2 separate regions of the Mus musculus genome follow, and region 2 is linked to region 1. The links are chromatin contacts, called in public Micro-C maps. All regions are on one chromosome and are shown on one strand. The core of a region is the stretch at or near the end of the contact, and the rest is flanking DNA. Distances in the headings are between cores, read along the strand shown. Region 1 overlaps Slc16a10 (solute carrier family 16 (monocarboxylic acid transporters), member 10). Region 2 has its middle 15 kb from the start of Gm31992.

Evidence for each region. Hi-C and Micro-C count contacts between places; a contact is called where the count stands out from the background.
Region 2: a contact with region 1 is called in a Micro-C map of the G1E-ER4 cell line, with 6 times the contacts expected there. The contact joins two enhancer-like sites. A contact is called at or near these places in 3 of 15 datasets of contacts at CTCF or cohesin (CD8 T cells, the NIH/3T3 cell line and large pre-B cells), 24 of 484 Hi-C or Micro-C datasets (the AML12 cell line, the Ba/F3 cell line, the C2C12 cell line and 17 more), 7 of 115 datasets of contacts at active chromatin or transcription factors (the HPC-7 cell line, the NIH/3T3 cell line, acute myeloid leukemia and 4 more) and 1 of 9 other capture datasets (liver).

What each region holds. Positions count from the first base shown.
Region 1 is chr10:40,049,458-40,055,685 of GRCm38.p6, forward strand. All of the region lies in intron 4 of Slc16a10 (solute carrier family 16 (monocarboxylic acid transporters), member 10), which reads right to left. Among named protein-coding and RNA genes, the nearest start is that of Mfsd4b1, 27 kb to the left of the region's middle. Within about 2 kb of position 4,069, at least 23 of the 459 cell types and tissues checked have an H3K27ac peak or open chromatin away from gene starts, as enhancers often do. A contact at or near this core is called in the G1E-ER4 cell line and liver, where this site is marked.
Region 2 is chr10:40,176,502-40,182,336 of GRCm38.p6, forward strand. No RefSeq gene overlaps it. Among named protein-coding and RNA genes, the nearest start is that of Gm31992, 15 kb to the left of the region's middle. Within about 2 kb of position 1,335, at least 38 of the 459 cell types and tissues checked have an H3K27ac peak or open chromatin away from gene starts, as enhancers often do. A contact at or near this core is called in the G1E-ER4 cell line and liver, where this site is marked.

The sequences.
Region 1 (6,228 bases), core at 2,819-5,318:
TCTGATAGGCCTGCCTTTATATGTTACTTGACCTTTCTCACTTACTGCTTTTAATATTCTATCTTTATTTAGTGCATTTGTTGTTCTGATTATTATGTGTCTGGAGGAATTTCTTTTCTGGTCCAGTCTATTTGGAGTTCTGTAGGCTTCTTGTATGATCATGGGCTGTCTTTCTTTAGGTTTGGGAAGTCTTCTTCTATAATTTTGTTGAAGATATTTGCTGGCCCTTTAAGTTGAAAATCTTCATTCTCATCAACTCCTATTATCCGTAGGTTTGGTCTTCTCATTGTGTCCTGTATTTCCTGGATGTTTTGAGTTAGGATCCTTTTGCGTTTTGTATTTTCTTTGATTGTTGTGCCGATGTTCTCTATGGAATCTTCTGCACCTGAGATTCTCTCTTCCATCTCTTGTATTCTGTTGCTGATGCTCGCATCTATGGTTCCAGATTTCTTTCCTAGGGTTTCTATCTCCAGCGTTGCCTCACTTTGGGTTTTCTTTATTGTGTCTACTTCCCTTTTTAGATCTAGTATGGTTTTGTTCATTTCCATCACCTGTTTGGATGTGTTTTCTTGTTTTTCTTTAAGGACTTCTACCTGTTTGGTTGTGTTTTCCTGTTTTTCTTTAAGGACTTGTAACTCTTTAGCAGTGTTCTCTTGTATTTCTTTAAGTGAGTTATTAAAGTCCTTCTTGATGTCCTCTACCATCATCATGAGATATGCTTTTAAATCCAGGTCTACCTTTTCGGTTGTGTTGGGGTGCCCAGGACTAGGTGGGGTGGGAGTGCTGCGTTCTGATGATGGTGAGTGGTCTTGATTTCTGTTAGTAGGATTCTTACGTTTGCCTTTCGCCATCAGGTATTCTCTGGAGCTAGTTTTTATAGTTGTCTCTGGTTAGAGCTTGTTCCTCAGGTGATTATGTTAGCCTCTATCAGCAGACCTGGGAGAGTAGCTCTATCCTTAGTTTCAGTGGTCAGAGTACTCTCTGCAGGCAAGCTCTCCTCTTGCAGGGAAGGTGCCCAGATATCTGGTGTTCGAACCTGCCTCCTGGCAGAAGTTGTGTTCCGCTCACCAGAGGTCTTAAGATCCTGTGGAGGGTCCTGTGAGGACCTTGGGGGTGTCCAGAAACTCCGCGCACAAGGAATCCGCTGCTGGAGTGAACTGGAAGGGACTTGTGCCCCTGCTCAGGCCGGGTTATCTGCTTCCTTAATTAATGCAGTCTCAGGTCCCGAGCGCTTGGATTGGAGCAGACGCTGTGTTCCACTCACCAGAGGTCTTAGGATCCCGTGGGGAATCCTGTGTGGTTCCTTGTGGGTGTCCAGAGACTCCGTATCTGGGGCATTTCTTAATCTTTACCTAAGTGCAAGACCTTTTTTCTCGTTAACCTATATTAACTTATGTTCTTTCTTTCTCAGCTATTTGACCAAGATTTATTACTATTGCTGCTCCTGTGAGATATGGTGTAGCAATAAATCCCAGGCTGTCCCTTTGCCCCAGTATTTTGAGTACAGTAATACAGATGTACTATCATGCCTACTGTAAGACTTATTAACTTGGAACTGAGAGATGGCTCAGTGGTTAAGAGCACTAGCTGCACTTCCAGAAGACCTGGGTTCTATTCCTGGGGCCCACATGGAAGTTCACAAACATCTGTAACTCCAGTTTCAGGGAATCTGATGCTCTCTCTGGCCTCTGCAGGCACCAGGCATGTTTGTGCTGCACAGGTATACATGCAGAGAAAATATACATACAGAATGAAAAAGGATAAGATTAATTTAATAAAATAAATTTGTATTCCTTTGAGGATTGAACTCCAAGGTTCTTCACACAGACAGCACTTCCTTGAGCACTTCAGAGCAATGCCTAGTTCCTTTTACCTTGTTTGTGTGTTTTTAAGTCTTTTGTTTTTAAGATTTATTTATTTATGTATATGAGTACACTGTCCACGTTGCTGTCTTCAGACACACCAGAAGAGTGCATCAGACCTCATCACAGATGGTTGTGAGACACCACATGGTTGCTGGGAGCTGAACTCAGGACCTCTGGAAGAGTAGTCAGTACTTTTAACCTCTAAGCCATCTCTCCATCCCCCTTTTACCTTATTTGTATTGAAGGAAAGTTCTCAGGAAGAAGTTGACTCCCCATCACCCCCCACCAGAAATGCCCAAGGCCAACTAACTTATTAGGACTTCAACAATGTTGGAGTTAGAATGTTACAAGTCCAGAGCCACTGTTAGCTCTTTTGTAGACATTTCCTGCCCTCCTCTATGTGTGAGCTAATATCTTTGTGACTGTCTTCAGTGTACCAATGCCACCGACCAAGTGGCTGTGAATGCCCTGAGATAGGGCGTGAGGCCTGGAGCTTCCATTTCCTCCCTTGGCTTTAATCTACCTGCCTGATGTTTCTAACACGTCTGAAAAGTGGCATGCTTTAAGAATGCTCCGCTGCGGTAAACACCTCACCAAACATCCCCACTTAGAAGCATGGAATTTGGACTAACCTAGTCTATGTTCTGGAACCACGGTCACTCATGTTTAGCTCCAGAATACATTACTCTTTTTGAGTTGAGAGCCGTGTTTTGCCTCGGCAGTAACTAAGGAGATAAGGGAGGAAAATGCTAGTTCCCTGTAGAGTTTATGTCCAAGCTGGTCAGAATGTAACTGCTGTGAGGAATAAATATTTGTCCTTTTTGTGCAGAGATTCCTGGTCACAGGAAGCACATGTCAAGGTTTGATAAATGGTCCACACAGGAGGATCAGTACTTCCTTATCATTTGCAAATAAATATCAAATATGCAGAACAAATATTGATCTGTCAATACCGGAACCTGGTTTGGAAGACAAATGAGTTTTTCATTACACAAGCTTTTTTTTTCTTCTCCTAAGCACAGCATTGTGGAGAGACAACACTGACCTATTCTCCTCAGACCCTGGGCTCCATGGGAAGCTAAGCTCCACCTGAGCGAGCATAAGCATCCTTCCAGGCAGATCCATCACTGATCTGACCAAGTCAGATTCAGTTGCTGCCCTTAACACCCTTACTTAACACAATGTTTCCAGACAGTCACAGCCTCTGGCCAGGAGGCTGCAAACCAAACCAGGCTGTGGCCACGGGAGAGGCGGCGAGGGCTGTTCATCCGGCACTGACTGACTGATGCTCCTGACGCTGAGGGCCGGCAGTGCTGTGGAGGTGCTTCCTATACAGGAGGAGAGTGAGGGAACATGGCTGACTTTCTGCACAGAACAGGCCACACAAAGCAGTGCCAGCCGAAATGAGACTGCAGGGCCTCTGATTCAGTCTGGGCAGAGTTAAGTACTTGGATTCTATCTAAACATTTGGTAAACTCCATACCCTCATGTAAAATGTTGGTGATAAGTAAATGAAAAACAGCTTAAGCAACACTGTCATTTTCAAAGGAAGAGAGAGTTTACACACGAAGCCGGACATGAACATGAGCCCTCCTACCCTCAGCCCATTCTGTACCCCACGCAGGATGAGCACAAGAGTCCAGGGCACTTGAGTCCACACATATGGACATGTTGTCCATATGAGGACTAGGAGTTTGACAAACACCTCAGTAGGCAGGAGAGGGACCATATGTAGGTAATAAAGGTGGCAAATTTCCAAGATGGCTGGCTTCTTCCTCACCTTCCAGACCGCAAGACAAGTTCAAGGCAGACCAGGACATGTTTGTGTGACAGTTGTGGGCCAATTAGCTACCAACCCTAAATTACTGAAAACTATACCAACATTCTCCAGTAAGGTAAAATCTCCAATCTTGGTTCTGAAGACATGGATAACTGCCCTTTCCCATCTTCCCACCTTCCTCCATTCCAGTCTCCTTTGCTAGGTCTAAAACCACCTAACTTTTCCCAGCTATGAGCTGTGCTAAGAACCCAGGGACCCTGTCTGTCCTGTTTGTGCCACTCTACCTGGGCTAATGTCTAAGAGCATAGGAAGTATTCAGAATTATTTTTACAAAATGAAAGCTGAAAGTCTTCAGTGCAACAGATGTCCAGAAGAGGGCATCTCGACATTAGAAAACAAACCTAACTGATCAGCAAAATGCTAGTTAAGTCTATCTACAATGAAGTATTATAAAGAGTGGAAAGACTGTCGTAAAATAAAGACTTCCATACTATTTGAGACAGAGTCTCAATCTGAAGGCCAGGCTGGCCTGGCATGGCTGGCAACCCTGCCCCATGAGTACTGGATCCAGGTGTGAGCTGCCTTGCCCAGGGTGTGTAGGGTTGGGGGTAGTATGTGCCACAGAGCACATGTGGAGACCAGGGACAACTTAGTCGAGTACTGCTCTTCCTTCTTCCTTTCCCTAAATTCTGGGCATCAGTCTCAGGCCATCAGGTTTGAGGCCCATAGCTGTACTCATGGAGCTGTTTCAAAACCCCTCCCTTTTGAGACAGGGTCTCTCTACATAGCCCTGGTTGTCCTAGAATTTACTACATAGACCAAGCCAGCCCTGAACTTGGAGATCTGCCTGCATCTGCCTCCCGAGTGCTGGAATTTGAGGCCTGCTTCACTGTGCCCAACTTGGCTCTACATTTAATAAGAGTACATAAATATGAACGAGGCCTGGATCTCACTCCCAGTACTGGTGGGAGGAGGCAGATGGCAGCCGCTGTCTCCACCTCCTTCTAGCTGTGTAACAGATGCTGGCCCATGACTGTCTGCTTGGACCCACAGCAAGGCAGACCCTGTTCCCAAGTGTTCATATCTGTAAGTGGAAGCAAAGAACTATGCCTTCCTTGAAGGGCCAGGCAAGGACTGGAGATGGTGCATGTGGAACACTCCGTTCATCATCTAGGTCATCACAGTGTTGCTAATGTAACTACTTAAACGTGTACAAGGCATTACTATAGCTGACTAAGGGAAGGTACTTTATCTGTAATGCACACCCGTGCCACGTATTTTCCTGCTCCCAGACTTCACCTTTTATGAGACTGCTCACACAACTTGTCATGATCAATCCTCCACTCCCTTTCTGGCTCTCCTTTTCCGTCCTTTGGATGTGGTTCCCTATATTCCCATTTACTCATCTGTGTGGCCACCGATGGCCTCTTACTCAGTCACTCCACTAGTTCCTGATATCCCTAGGAGCACTCTATTCCCAGATGTTTCTTACCAACCTGGTCCCTTCCTCGCAGTTCCCTGGCAGCCTGAATGCTCAAGTCCCACAGTGCTTCTACCCACCCACGAGCTCCAAGCTCAACTTGGCTGTTTTACAGGTACCATACACAAATGTGGCAAAGACAAACAGTCTGTCTTCCTTGGATTTACTGAGTTTCTAATTTCACAGGATGATGAAACCACCATTAGCCAAGCGACAGATCTCGGGTGTGGCCAGCGTAAGTGGCTCCATCGGGCACCTGCTCTCTGTACCTTTGATTTACTGCTTGATCCCAATGGCTTTCCCTTGTTTTTTTCCTATCTAGACCCCATCAGCAACTTCCAATTTACATCTGTGCAACATGTCACTGCCTCTAAATGCTGCTATAAACCCCACCCAGCTTATGTGTATTATTAGACCAACATTCGTATCTTAGTTTAGACCATTTTCACCACCCCTGAAAGAAACTATCAACTCCCCCAACCACCACCTATTTACCTTCTTAGTGATCTGCCTATTCTAGACATTTTAGATCAATGGAACCATTCAACATGTGGCCTTTTGTAACTGTCAACTCCTGCTGCTCCATTCTCCACTGCATTCTTTCCTTCCCAATTTCCATATTGATCTTCATAAAACACTGCTCATGTCAGTACCTGCCTTAAAACTCTACAGTGACTTGAGGTAGACTGACGAATAACATTCATCCCCTTTCATTTTTGTTTGTTTGGCTGTGTTTTTTGAAGTGGGGTCTTGCTGTGTAACCCCAGCTGGCTTGGAACTTGCTATGTAGAGCAGTCTGGCCTTGAACTTGTGTTGATCTTCTTGCCTATGCCCCACCCCCCACCCCCCACCCCACCCCCGCCCTGTCCCCGATGCTAGGGTTCTATGCAGCATTATGTGTGGAAGGTCATCAAGTTTCATGCCCATAAATGTCTTCTTAACCCGGCTTTACTCCAGCTATACCCTCTACTATTCTTCCTTTATGCCTTTCAAGCGCCCAGCTTCCCAGGCACACACATATACACATCTATGGACCCTGTGGTTTCCCTCCTTAGGACATTCTTTTCTTCTCTTCCTTATCTCCGTCTGTCTCCATCTAGTTA
Region 2 (5,835 bases), core at 85-2,584, 120 kb after region 1:
TTTATGTTTTTTGTTTTTTGGTTTTTCAAGACAGGGTTTCTCTGTATAGCCCTGGCTGTCCTAGAACTCACTTTGTAGGCCAGGCTGGCCTCCAACTCAGAAATCCTCCCGAGTGCTGGGATTAAAGGTGTGTGCCACCACGCCCGGCAGCAGGGAGCTTTAAAGAGCATTTCTTTTTTTAAGGAGAATTAGGAAGCTGCAGATTTATACTCTGGGTGTGGTAGACATAGACCTATAATTCCAGAGGCAGGTGGATCTCTATGAATTTGAGACTAGCCTATATGGCAAGTTCCAGGCAAGCCAGGGGCTACAGGATGAGACCCTATCTCAAAACAGAAGAGGAGGAGAGAAAGAAGGAAAGAAAGAAAGGGAAGGGAAGGGGAAAGGGAAGAAAGAAAGGATGGTATTTTAAATATACTTGGCCCAGGGAGTGGCACTGTTAGGAGGTATGGCCTTATTGAACTAGGTGTGGCCTTGTTGGAGGAAGTATGACTCTGAGACCCTCCTAGCTGCCTGAAAACAGTCTGCTCCTAGCTTCCTTTGGATGAAGACGTAGAACCCTCAGCTACTCCAGCACCATGCCTGCCTGGATGCTGCCTTGCTCCCTACCTTGATGATAATGGATGAACAGAACTTGTAAGCCAGCCCCAATTAAATGTTGTCCTTTATAAGAGTTCTTAGTCATGGTGTCTGCTCACAGCAATGGAAACCCTAATTAAGGCAGAAAGAAAAAAAGAAAAAAAGAAAGAAAGGAAGGAAGGAAGGAAGGAAGGAAGGAAGAAAGAAAGAAAGAAAGAAAGAAAGAAAGAAAGAAAGAAAGAAAGAAAGAGAAAGAAAGAAAAAGAGAAGAAAAAGGCCAGTGTGATTGAGCAGTAGAAGGAGAAGGAGACAGACAGGCTGGGAACAGATTATGGAAAGTCTTTCCTACCACACAAGAAGTGTGGCCACTATGTGAATGCAATCTCACTGGGAGTGGAGAGATGGCTCCTGCTCTTCTGCAGCTAGCTGTTCGATCAAACTTTGTATGTTGATAGATAGGATAAAAGCTGGGACGCTGAAGGGTGAGGGGAAGTTGGCAGAAGGCTGGAGGAGAGAGCTGGCAGAGCAGACAGAGGGAGAGAGGGCCGGAGGGTGGGGAAGGAGTCAGGGTGGACAGCACAATCCCGGGTGGGACTGCTAGGTGGGTGGTAGCACTATTAACAGAGACAGGGAGTCCAAAGCGAGCAGAGCAGTGGGTTTGGCAGGGAAACCTCACGTTCACTTCAGACTGTTTGATGTCCCTGGGTGCTTGCCAGCAGATACCAGCAAGGCAGTTTCTGTTTGTTTACTCAGTGCTTGGGGATAGGATCCAGGGCTCACCCACACTCAGCAAGGCTCCTGCCTCCTAGCTATACCCACTGACAGAGACTACAGAGAGGGAGGTAGAGGCCAACTAAGGACATTTGGCACAGGTAGGGACACACCTGCAGGTGAAAAAACAAAACAGTTACCAAAAGATGTGTGTGTGTGTGTGTGTGTGTGTGTGTGTGTGTGTGATTGTGAGTTGCCAACCTAAAAGAACTGAGAAGAATGGGTGAGTCAAAAATTGGACATAGGTGAGATGGAAAAAATCTTTAAGGAGCCATAGCTACCCAAGAACAACCAATTCTCCCGTGAATTACAAACACTGTGGTGAAGGTGAACCAGTGCGGCACAAATTCTTTTCTAGTACAGAGACCTTGGCTTCTGGTAGCCTTCTTCTAGACAGTTTGCTTGCCGTGATCCAGTAAAGAAGGTAATATATTGCTTTAAGAGTTTGTTTTCTAAGCCGGGCATGTGTCTTTAATCCCCACACTCAGGAGGCAGAAGCAGAAGCTGGTGGATCTCTGTGAGTTCGAGGCCAGCGTGGTCTGCAGAGAGTTCCGGGACTGCCAGAACTATGTGGAGCAAACCCTGTCTCGAAAAATAAACAAGCAAGCAAACAAACAAACAAGCAAACAAAGAGTTCATTTTCTGGGGACTAGGGAAATGGCTCAGCAATAAGAGCACTGGCATTCGCATTGGCGGCTCAAAAAACATCTTCATTTAAGTCCAATTCCAAGAGAGTCTGTCGCCCTCTTTCTGGCCACTATGAGCACTGCACACATATGATGAACAGACATCTGAGTGTATAAAACTTAAACACACAAAAATATTTTAAAAACAAAGCAAAGTTCATTTTTGTAAGTGGGTGGTGGTGGTACATACCTTTAATCTCAGCTCTTGGGAGGTAAAGGCAGACAGATCTCTGTGAGTGAGTTTGTGTCCAACTTACTCACACTGTCCTTGAACTCATAGCCAAAGGCACCCTTCAAACTTGTAATTTCAGTTTCCCTTAAGTAGCTGGGATTACACACCTGCACTACCAGGCCCAGCTCATAGTTGTTTTCGAAAACATAACTTATTAGAGCAGGATACAACATAGTAGAAAATAAATAATAAATAAAAATGAAAAAATATAATGAAAAGTGTGAGTGGACACACCCCTGTGGCTGCAAACACCCTGGAGGCTGAAATGGAGCTGTTTGAGCCCAGGAGTTCAAGATCAGTCACACAACATAGCAAGACTCTGTTTCAAAAAAAGAAAGAAAGAAAAGAAAAAGAAAACCTGTATCCTCGTCCCTGGCCCTAACTCTCAATCATATCACTTGGTTTTCAAGTCTGCTGGCATTGTGTGTTCTAACAGAGATTGTCAGTGTACCTATAAGTACTCATTTACAAAGAAATACTCTAGGTGATGTGCACCTTTCTTTTTTTTAAGATTTATTTATTATATGTAAGTACACTATTGCTGTTTTCAGACATACCAGAAGAGGGCACCAGATCTTGTGATCTCATTTCGGGTGGTTGTGGGCCACCATGTGGTTGCTGGGATTTGAACTCAGGATCTTCAGAAGAGCAGTCAGTGCTCTTAACCGCTGAGCCATCTCTCCGGCCCGTGATGCGCACCTTTAATCCCAGTACCCAAGATGTCTGTGAGATCAGCCTGGTGGATCAGCAAGCTCCACTCTAGCCATTGTGAGACCCTGACTCAAAAACAAAAGCAATTTAATCCCCAAGCAAAGAAATGCTGTTCTTTTTCTTCCTCTGTTGGTAGGAAACAGAACTGCCTGCACCTTTGTTCACGTTGTTAACTTTGAGGTTTTCTTGTGGTTTTACTAGAGTTCAAACAAGACTCCAGTTCATTTCAGCTCCATCCCTGGCAGACCAACGGGAAGCAACTGCATCAGCTTCTCCATCTTCTGTGTCTGCGATGACCAGGATGCAAAGGTACCTGCAGCAGCGAACCTTGAACCTCTTTATCCTCCACCCGAGGAGCCATCTGCCCCACCCCCTTATGTTATCATTTTATCTCATCTTTGAAGCTTGAGGATCATTGTCTTAGAAGAAAAAGAGTCAGTCCTGTGAGGTCAGCTACATGGGAGGAAAGGAAGTTTTAAAGAAAGTAAGGAAACCTAAAGTTAAAGTAAAATAAAATAAAACTTAGGTCCTCCCGCATCTTGAAGGAAAGACAAAAAATAAGAAGAAAATAGTTCTGAATCAGAATGTAGGAGAACAGAGCCAGGCCAGCCTTTCATTCACACAGGGTCTCAATGTGAGGCCTGGATGGCCTGGAATGACTGGCTCTCTACCAGGCCCAAGCATTGCAAACATGACACTGACAGATCTCTCTCTTCTTGTTTCCCTCTCGATTGCTAAACCTTAAATTACATTCCTCAAGCTAGTCACTAAGGTCTATTCCCTTATTTGGCCATTTCCTTATGCCTATCTCATTCTGAGGTCCATGTACTGGCTGGCTGTGTGTCAACTTGACAGAAACTAGAGTCATTAGAGAGTAAGGAGCCTCAGTTGAGGAAAAGCCTCCATGAGATCCAGCTGTCCATCAATTTTCTCAATTAGTGATCAGTAGGAGAAGGCCCAGCCCATTGTGGGTAGTGTCATTGCTGGGCTGATGGTCCTGAGTTCTGTAAGAAAGCAGGCAGAACAAGCCAGGAGGCAAGCTAGCACAAGCACCCCTTTATGGCCTCTGCACCAGCTCCTGCCTCTAAGATCCTACCCTGTGTGAATTCCTGTCCTGACTTCCTTTGGTGATGACCAGCAACATGGAAGTGTAAGCTGAATAAACCTTTCTCTTCCCAACTTGCTTTTTTGCCATGCTGTTTCGTTGTGTTGTGTCCAAGATCACAATAAATCCCCAGGAGAACTCTAAGAACTGTTGATCCGATATAGTGAAACAAGAGAGTCTTTTATTAATTTGAGTCAGACTCAAATCACAAACCTTCCCACTGCACAGGACAGGAGTGGGACCCTGTGCCTAGAGGTTTGGCGTTTTTATATGAGCATAATCAAGGATTCTTTGGATTTTAGGGTGACAGGGGGAGTGACAAGGGAAGTCATCTTTCAAACACGATATCGTTTGTTCAGGCAGTGGGGCAGAATCGCACAACTAGGAGGGGGGAACTTTTCTGACCTGGGAAGTAACTTTATGGTGCTATTGGGAGCTAGTGCGTTTTCACAACTAGCCACTGCTGTTTGTGGATGTTTGATTACCCTCCTCTCGAGGCCCAAACGTGAGACTCTTATCTCTTCAAGGATGTTTGATCTTCTCTTTTCTCAAGGACAGGTACCAGCTACTTTGGGAAGTACTTAACCATCTATCAGTCAGAGTACCAGCCTCAGCAAACGGGAGCTGAAGAAGGCTGCTGTTTGTCTATTCTCAAGCTGGCATCTGTTGCTGCGGGTGGAGAGTTATTAGGGAATGCCTCTATGAAAATGGGAATAGCAATATTCCGGTGCCAAATCGGGTCCTTTCTGAAAGGCTGGGGAGGGGAGGGAAGCCCTTTGTTAGCTATGGGAAAGAGCAAGGGGGGGGGGTTTCTGCAAGCAGCGAGAAAGTGCAGAGGCAGGTTGCCTGTATCTTTTCATGTCCCCCTCCCCCCCCCCCCCATTTGTGACTTCAGAGGCCAATCTTAGACTCTACAAACTTAGATTGTCTGCACTGGCTGGCTGATATTTTGGGACCTTATCACTATTAGTTGAATGGCCCTCAGTCTCTGCTTCACATACAGCAAAAGCTTATTGATGATGCATGGCCCAAAAGTGAGCAACAGTAAAATCAGGGGTCTCATGATTGTGGAAATAAGGGTAGTTAGCCAGGGGGAAGTATTGAACAGCAAATGATACTAACTTTTGGAGTTCTCTCATTCTCTTTGGCGCCCATCTATGCTTTCTCTAACTTTAGCTAGTGACTCCCTAATAACTCCAGAATGGCTGACATAGAAACAGCATTCTTCGTGCAGAGCAGCACCTCCCTGTTGTAGGAACACTAAGTCTAACCCTCACCTGTTCTGCAGCACCACCCCAGCCAGAGAGTCTATATTGCACTCTAGGTGTGCAACGGATTTTTTTCAGGCATTGGATGCCCTCATCTATGTCTGCTTTTAAACAGATGTTATTCTTTTCCTGCAACAACAGTGCGGAGATCCCAGTACCCACTCCGGCTAGCCCTGCCCTTAGAATTACAGCTAAAGTCAGGGAGATAGCTTTCCTTTCCTGCCTCATGAGGTCCCCTCCAACACGCCCTCCTAGGCTCTTCAGGACTACTTCTTCTGAATAATAGGTTATGCATGGTACTAACTAGACTAGAATCCAGAACTCCTTTGTGGTAGAGGAATTAAGGACCTCTCCACACACACATATGGTCAGTCCCATTGAACAAGCCCACCATGCTTGCCCGTGGGGTAGGATAATCCATTTGGGATGGACAGTGAGTGCAGAGGTGTCGATGTGACAAGGGGACTTTCCCTAAGCAGGTGC